Linked DNA regions of Zea mays: region 1 is linked to region 2. A link is a contact called in public Hi-C data. All regions are on one chromosome and are shown on one strand. Each heading gives the region's core, a stretch centred on a gene start, on an enhancer-like site or on the middle of the called end of the contact. The rest is flanking DNA. Distances are from core to core; before and after follow the strand shown.

Region 1 (3,509 bases), core at 784-3,283, 140 kb before region 2:
AAAAAGAAACGAAAGAGAGAAAGAAAGGTAGCAGGAATGGTGTTCTCGTCCCGCCCTACATGACAACACAGCCCTTGGTGTTCTCGTCGCTGAACATGCTCTCCACATCCCCGTTGCTGGCGGTGGCAGGGTACCCAGCGCTGCCGGGATGGGGGTGGTGGTGGTAGTAGTAATTGTAAGGGTTGTAGTAGCCGGTGTAAGGGCTGCTGATCTGGGGAGACGAGTGGTACATCATCTGGGCCTGCGGCTGCGGCTGCGGCTGGTGCTGATGCATCATCACCATGTTGCCGTTCAGGCCCCTCAAGTTGTTCACCACGGCGGCCGTCGCGGCAGGGTACTGGTGATGATGGTACCCCTGCATGCTCGCCATGAGGCTGTTACTCTGCTGCTGCTGGTGGTGCTGGAGATGCTGCTGCTGCTGCTGTAGACCTCCTCCATAGCCGGCAGCAGCGGCATAGGGCGGGTGGTTGAAGCCTGCGTAGCCTTGCTGGAAGCCAGGAGGAGGAGCAGCAGCAGCAGCGCCGCCCGCTCCCAGGCCATGGCTTAGGCCCAGCATGCCAATGCCACCCATGGCGCCAGCGTTCCTCTGGGCGCCATTACCCATCTTGGCGTTCGCCGCCGCCGCCATGTTGATCGCGTTAGCGTTCTTGTGGTTCTGGACTCCTCCACCGCCGCCCATCTTGCCATTCGCTGCTGCCACGTTGACCACATTCACGTTCTTCTGGTTCTGGCTCTGGTGGCGATTGGCTGCAGCGCCGCCGTTACCCTTCTTGCCATTGCTGTGGTTACTGTTGACAGCGACGACGTTGTTCCCGTTCTTGTTCTGATGGTGGTGCTGGTTGTTGCCGTTGCCGTTGCCGTGGAGCCCGAGCTGGCTCATCTTGTCCCCGAGGAACCGGAGCTCCTCCTCGTAGTCGTCGTCGAACTCGCCGTCATCGTCGTCGAACATGCCGTCATCGTCCTCCGAGCTGAGGAGCTCAGGGAGCTGGTGGTGCTGCTTGTTGCCGCCGTGCTGGTTCTTGAACGCCTTGAGGCCCTGCACGAGGCCCCCACCAACCCCTCCTCCTCCTCCTTGCTTCCCCTGGTCCTTTTTCTGGCCGCCGTTGTTGTTGCTGCTCTTGCTGTGCCCATCCTTGCTCGGATTGCCACCTTGCTTCTGCTGCTGTTGCTGCTGGGCCTGCTGCTTCTGCTGGGCACTGCCGCCCTTGTGCTGCGACCACAGCTCCGCGTGCTTGCCGCCCCTGGTGAGCTTCCTGATCAAGGTCTCCGAGTCCACGTCGCCTGTCACCGACACCTTGTGGTTGTCCACATCAATGGCCACCGAGTACACGCCTGCCATCCATGAGATGCAGCAGCAGCCAGCAGCAGAGAGAGAGAGAGAGGAGATCACAGGCTGCTCGTGAGCCACGGTAACTAGTAATTACCATGTACTACTGGCGACTGCATGTCACAAGCACGAGATGTGGGGGCTTGTGCAGTGAGTGGGGGGCTCTGCTGTGCCCATCCATCCGAAAGAACGGCAGGAAATTTCACCTCACCCTAGGGGGTGAAAGTCTGGGCCGCCCTCTTTACCATAGCACAGTTAAAAATTCGCATCATGAAACGAAGTTTTACCGGTTCTTTTTATCTTCTGTTTTCTTTTTACATGAGAAGCCGGGATCTCTTTGTCGTGTCAACGCAACGCATGTTAGCAAGACACAGCAGGGCGGTGTGCTTTTTGGTGGCCGGGCAGCCAGTCTAAGATATGGGCAGTGAAGTGAGTGTCAAGAAAGAAAGAAAGAAAGAAGAAGTACCTTCGATCTTCTGAAGGAGCTTCTTGACCTTGTGCTTGCACCCGTCGCAGTGTATGTTCACCTTGAGCACATGGTTCTGCGAGGAACAGTTGGGTCAGCTCTTACTAAAGAAGCAACGTGGGAGAGGGAAGGAGAGGCAGAGAAAGAGAGAGAGGGAAACCTGGATCTTGACCAGCTTGAACTCGTCGTCTTTGGTCATTCTGTCCGTGGAGCACTACTGTGAGCAAGTCGCTGCTTTTGTGTGTGTGAGAGAGTGACGGAGACTGCTGGCTACTGGGGGGAGAAAAGAGAGGAAGCGGCAGCTGATGGTGAAGAGCGGAGGAGTGATGGTGGTTCTGTTCTTGTTCCGTTGCAGTAGCAGGTGAAGCCAAGCCACTACTACTCTACTCACCTCACTTACCCCCGCCCGCTCACATTTAAGAATGGCTCGGCGACGCTCCTCCTCTCTCTCACCTGCTCTGCTCTGCTCCGCTCCGCTACACTACAACGCATCACCTGTGCCCTGCTGGCGCGCGCGCTCTCTCTCTCTCCTATATGGAGTATATCTCAACCCCTCACGCACGCCTGGGCTTGTCTTGGGCCTCCGTCTCCGGTTTCCCTTGCTCGCCTTCCGCACCGCTTAGGAGCTATAAAACCTGAGAACATTGAAGATGCTAAAATCTTTTTTTTATTAAATTTAAATAATAAGAGAAACTTTTAGCCCCTAGAATTCTTTTCTAGTTTTTTTGGCTCCCAAACTTTCCTTAGTAGTTTATCCACAATTCTCTTCGGGGTTTTATGGCTCCCAATACGTGCTGATGCAATCTCTATGCATCGATGCAACTTCTGCATGAACCCTATCCGAATGGAGTTACTACCTCGGGTCCCACATGTCGGCTGGGGGTTGCAGGGGAGCAGGCGAGCAGTGGCGAAGCCTTGCACCTCGTTGTCTTGTTGGGGTTGGGCCTTGGCCTGTTGGGTGCAGCAGGTGCAGCGTTTTCATATGAATGAGCGCGTGGTTGGTGGAGAGCGGGGGGCCGAAAAGCTGACAAGTGAGAGAGCAGGTGAGGGTGAGTGATGGGGGAGTCCGTGCGAGAGAGAGAGGGTCACTCAGAGGGAGAGAGGGACAGGTGCTTCAGCGAGGAGAAGGGAAGTGAGTAAGTGACCAAGGAATTGAAAAGGCTGGAGGTGGAAGAACAGCGACGCGACGATGACATCCAAAAGCTCTCTGTGAGTGCACTCAGTGCAGTGCTCCTCGTAGAGGCCAGACGAATGCGTTTTTAGGACTCCAAATATAGCATCCACGCATTTTACTCGGACCTCCAAAGCTCTTTGTTTATTTAATATTTTGAGTGATTGGTATATTGGAATTTAATAATTTTTTAACGGGTACGGGTTACTCGACGGGTAAAATTACTCGCGTAAGCACGGTTATGGGTAAGACTTTACACCCGCAAAAATATATAAGTAACTCGACGAGCACGGTTATGGGAAGGAATTGAAAAGGCTGGAGGCGGAAGAACAGCGACGCGACGATGACCTCCAAAAGCTCTGTGAGTGCAGTGCAGAGTACTCGTCGTAGAGGCGAGACAAATAAATGCATTTTTAGCCGTGACGAGAGACGACTAGCTAGTAGCAGAAGAAGAGAGAACGCATCAAGCCGTGTCCCGTGGCCCGTGGGGAGCAACCGAGCAAGCAAAGGGCGGTGCTGCATCTGCATCTGCTACAGCGCTGGAG
Region 2 (3,560 bases), core at 994-3,493:
ATTGGTTGTCCTGTGCGCCAACTGTGTGCCACCGGTGAGCCAACTGTGTGCCACCGGTGAGCCAACTGTGTGCCATCGGTGCGCTAACTAACAACCCATCTTCTAGGTCTTCTGTATTTTGTTCTTAGGCTCCTTTGGTCTTGAGTCTTGGGCTTTTAAGCTCTTTTTATGTCTTCATTTGAGGTGTTGCATCCTCAGTCTTAGTCCAATGCTTTTCGCATCCTGTGAACTATACACATAAACACTAGCAAACACATTAGTCAACATGTTATGTTGATCATCAAACACCAAAACCTATTGAGCCAAATGGCCCAGGGTCCATTTTCCTTACACACGTGATGCACTGCTCCTAGATCTGGTGGAGGTGACAGAGGCAAGGGGGCGAGGGAGAGGTAGCGAGTCGAGGCATCAACCATGGAGGCGGAAGCGGTCCTGCTCCCAGATCCGGTGGAGGCGGTAGAGGGGAGAGTAGCGCGGGCGACGACAGACGCAGGCGCATCTCGAGCGGGATGTTTTCACGGGTGCGCTCTGAGTCATGTAGAGGTGAAGGCGAGCGAGGTAAGTGGGTGTCGGAGGCGAAGGCGGGCAAGCATCGTAGGTAGGGTCGTGGATGCTGACTTTACACTCTTAATAGGGAGGGCGGTATGCCGGGCAGCGCCGACGAGGGTGGGGCAGGAGGCATAGTGGCCTTTGGTATCCATCGGAGGATGCTGCGAGGGAGAGGGTAGGAGAGGGGGCATAGGAGCGGGGGGAGGGGAAGAGTAGGAGACACATCAACTCTAGTCGTGAGAGCCACGGGCGTGTGTGGGCGAGAGTGTGGATGTGGGAGGTGGGGGCGTGCGGACGCGGCTGACACAGGCGGGGGGTGGGGCTGGGTATGGACGCTGACGCTAGACTCTCAATAGAGTAGTATAGATTTTTAAGTTCACAACACGTCTGTTTTTTTGAAACCCACACCTCCCCCATGGGCCGTACTTTGCTACGAGCTGAGCTGAAGCCACGGGTTGATATCGAAGCCCAAATCGATGGCCCACTACCTCACAAACAGCGCAACGAAATGGACAGGCGGGGGCAGGGCAGGGTGTGGACGCTGACGCTAGACTCTTAGGACCTATTTGGGAGAGCTTCACTTCAAGAATTTTAGATCTATTTTGGCTTCTTCTATCTAAATGGGTCGAGCTTCACGAGCTCTAGTTTAAAAAAAACTAAAACTAGAGACCGATTTTATGAATTTTTTGAAGCTCCTCAAAAGATGCTTCAAAAACATTGTTTTTATACTTACTCATGAAGTTGCACAAAATTACCCACCATGCCATTGGTTACATGATCTATTAATTCATGTCTCTTTCTCCACCCGTCAATCATCAAGGGCAATTAAGGAAACTCGCATAAATTAATTGTATTACAGAAGCTGGAGTCTATGTGCAAACCGAACACTCTTGAATCATGTCTTACTAATTTGTTGAAGCCATTTCATGGTAAAGCTAAAAAACCGAAACTGCAATTCTTGAAATAAAGTCCTCCTAAACAGGGTTTTAATAGAGTAGTATAGATTTTTTAAGCTCACAACACTAGGGATGAAAGTGGTAATCCGAACTGTTAGAATAAATTTAATATTTTAAAATAGATACGTATAAAATTTGATGTTGATCTTTTCTTATGTTATCAAGCACATTAGTACAAATATGAATAAAATATTACATAAATTGTTTTATGTATTATTTGCTCCCTACAACACAAAACGTTGAAAAAATTTCCGAATTTGTTTCCGAATCTATACCGAAGTTTATAACTATTATTTGAGAAAATATAGGATGATTTTGAGATTTACCTTTTATGATTTTTAACAAGCTGGATGTTAAAAACAAGAATACAAATTTGTATTGTATATTCTATATCCTATTTATTCGCAATCAAAGAAAAACGACCAAAAAACTGATTACCGAATAAATACCGTTTCCGACCGTTTTCATCCCTACACAACACGACTGCTTTTTGAAAACCCACGCCTCCCCCGCGGGCCGTAGTTTTGCTACTAGCTGAAGCGACGGGTTGATATCAAAGCCCAAATCGCTGGCCCACTAACTCACAAACAGCGCAACGAAACTAGTTGTACAGTCCTGGCCCACAGCAGAAAAGGTCCAGTTCAACAATCCATCCGGCAATACGTCTCCTCCTCTCCCATCTCGTGGCTCATGGGTCATGCCGCAACAAACTCATCACGACCACACAAACTGGCGGAACTGCTCTCAGCTCTCCTCACGCCTTGCAGAAGCGCAGAGGCTAAACCCCCGTCTAACCCTGCTGCCGCTTGCCACTACTCCGCTTCGTTCTCCGCCGCCTCCCCGGACGTCCGGAAACTTCTAGATTGAAGGGGGATAGCCATTGGCGTCAGCGTGTGTGATGGAGGTCAGGGGACTGGGGCAGCTCCTGGCGGCGCTGGCCGCGGCGTTCTTCGTCCGCGCCATCGCGGGACCCGGTCCCGCCCTCCTTCCGCCGGCGGAGGACACGGAGACCGACGAGGCCGACGCGGAGGCTGGCGAGGGAGGTGGTGGTGGTGTGCCGCCCGTGACCATCCGGTGGGCTCGCATCACCTGTGCATTGAAGAACAAGCGCGGGGAAGTGGTGAGTGCTACACCGTCGCCACGGCACCACCTCTTCCCATTTCGCCGCAGCCGCGCGCACGAAACCCTCGCATTGCCCATTTGCGCCTCTGCCGTCCTCGTCTCGTTCCGTTTGCCACATGGCCCACACCACATGTGCTCGTTCGCGGTTGACTCGTTGACCCATGGTACCAGTACAAACATCCGGAATATTCCGGATATAATATAACTAGATTGGGCTAACAGATGTTTATGACATATTGTCTAATTGTAAATCGTCACTTTGCCAGGCAAGGTTTCTGTTGTCAAATGTGTCAGGGGAGGCGAAACCGGGGAGGCTGCTTGCACTAATGGGGCCATCGGGCTCTGGCAAAACAACTTTGCTCAATGTGCTAGCAGGGCAGCTCGCCGCATCGTCTTCCTTGCACCTTTCCGGGTTTCTGTATATCAATGGTCGGCCTATCTCGAAGGGCGGATATAAGTAAGTTGTGTTCATGCAGCTGGGGTCTTATTTCTGCTCTTGTTTGCGGAAAGGAGCTAATGACTATCTCCTTGTGCAGGATTGCTTTTGTCAGGCAGGAAGACCTGTTCTTCTCACAGCTCACTGTGCGGGAGACGCTCTCACTTGCTGCTGAGCTCCAGCTTCCTGACTTGTGGGCTCCTGAGAGAAAGGAGAGCTATGTCAATGATCTTTTGTTACGTATGGGGTTGGTGAGTGCTAGAATTTTGATTATTGTTTCTAGAAATTGAAGTGAACGGTTCGGAGGACAGTCTTAATGGTTGGATCGTTGAGTAGGTCAATTGTGCTGATTCTATTGTTGGTGATGCAAAAGTTCGTGGAATAAGTGGGGGTGAGAAGAAGCGCCTCTCACTTGCATGTGAGTTGATTGCTAGCCCTTCAGTCATCTTTGCAGACGAACCAACAACAGGTATTAAACTTGATTTAGTCTTGGCCTT

Evidence for each region. A called contact is a pair of places that touch in the nucleus more often than the background predicts.
Region 1: a Hi-C map of ear shows a contact between it and region 2, with 4 times the contacts expected there. The contact joins the promoter of LOC100382247 here to the promoter of LOC100285631 in region 2. A contact is called at or near these places in 9 of 25 Hi-C or Micro-C datasets (bundle sheath, ear, endosperm and 4 more).

Annotation. Positions count from the first base shown.
Region 1 is chr8:11,308,702-11,312,210 of Zm-B73-REFERENCE-NAM-5.0, reverse strand. It overlaps LOC100382247 (putative heavy metal transport/detoxification superfamily protein), which reads right to left and starts at 2,033. Exons shown (of 3, transcript NM_001175000.1): 1 at 1,954-2,033; 2 at 1,794-1,869; 3 at 1-1,332. The coding sequence starts at 1,992. The coding sequence ends at 56.
Region 2 is chr8:11,173,389-11,176,948 of Zm-B73-REFERENCE-NAM-5.0, reverse strand. It overlaps LOC100285631 (ABC-2 type transporter family protein), which reads left to right and starts at 2,243. Exons shown (of 12, transcript NM_001158522.2): 1 at 2,243-2,625; 2 at 2,894-3,084; 3 at 3,164-3,314; 4 at 3,400-3,532. The coding sequence starts at 2,404.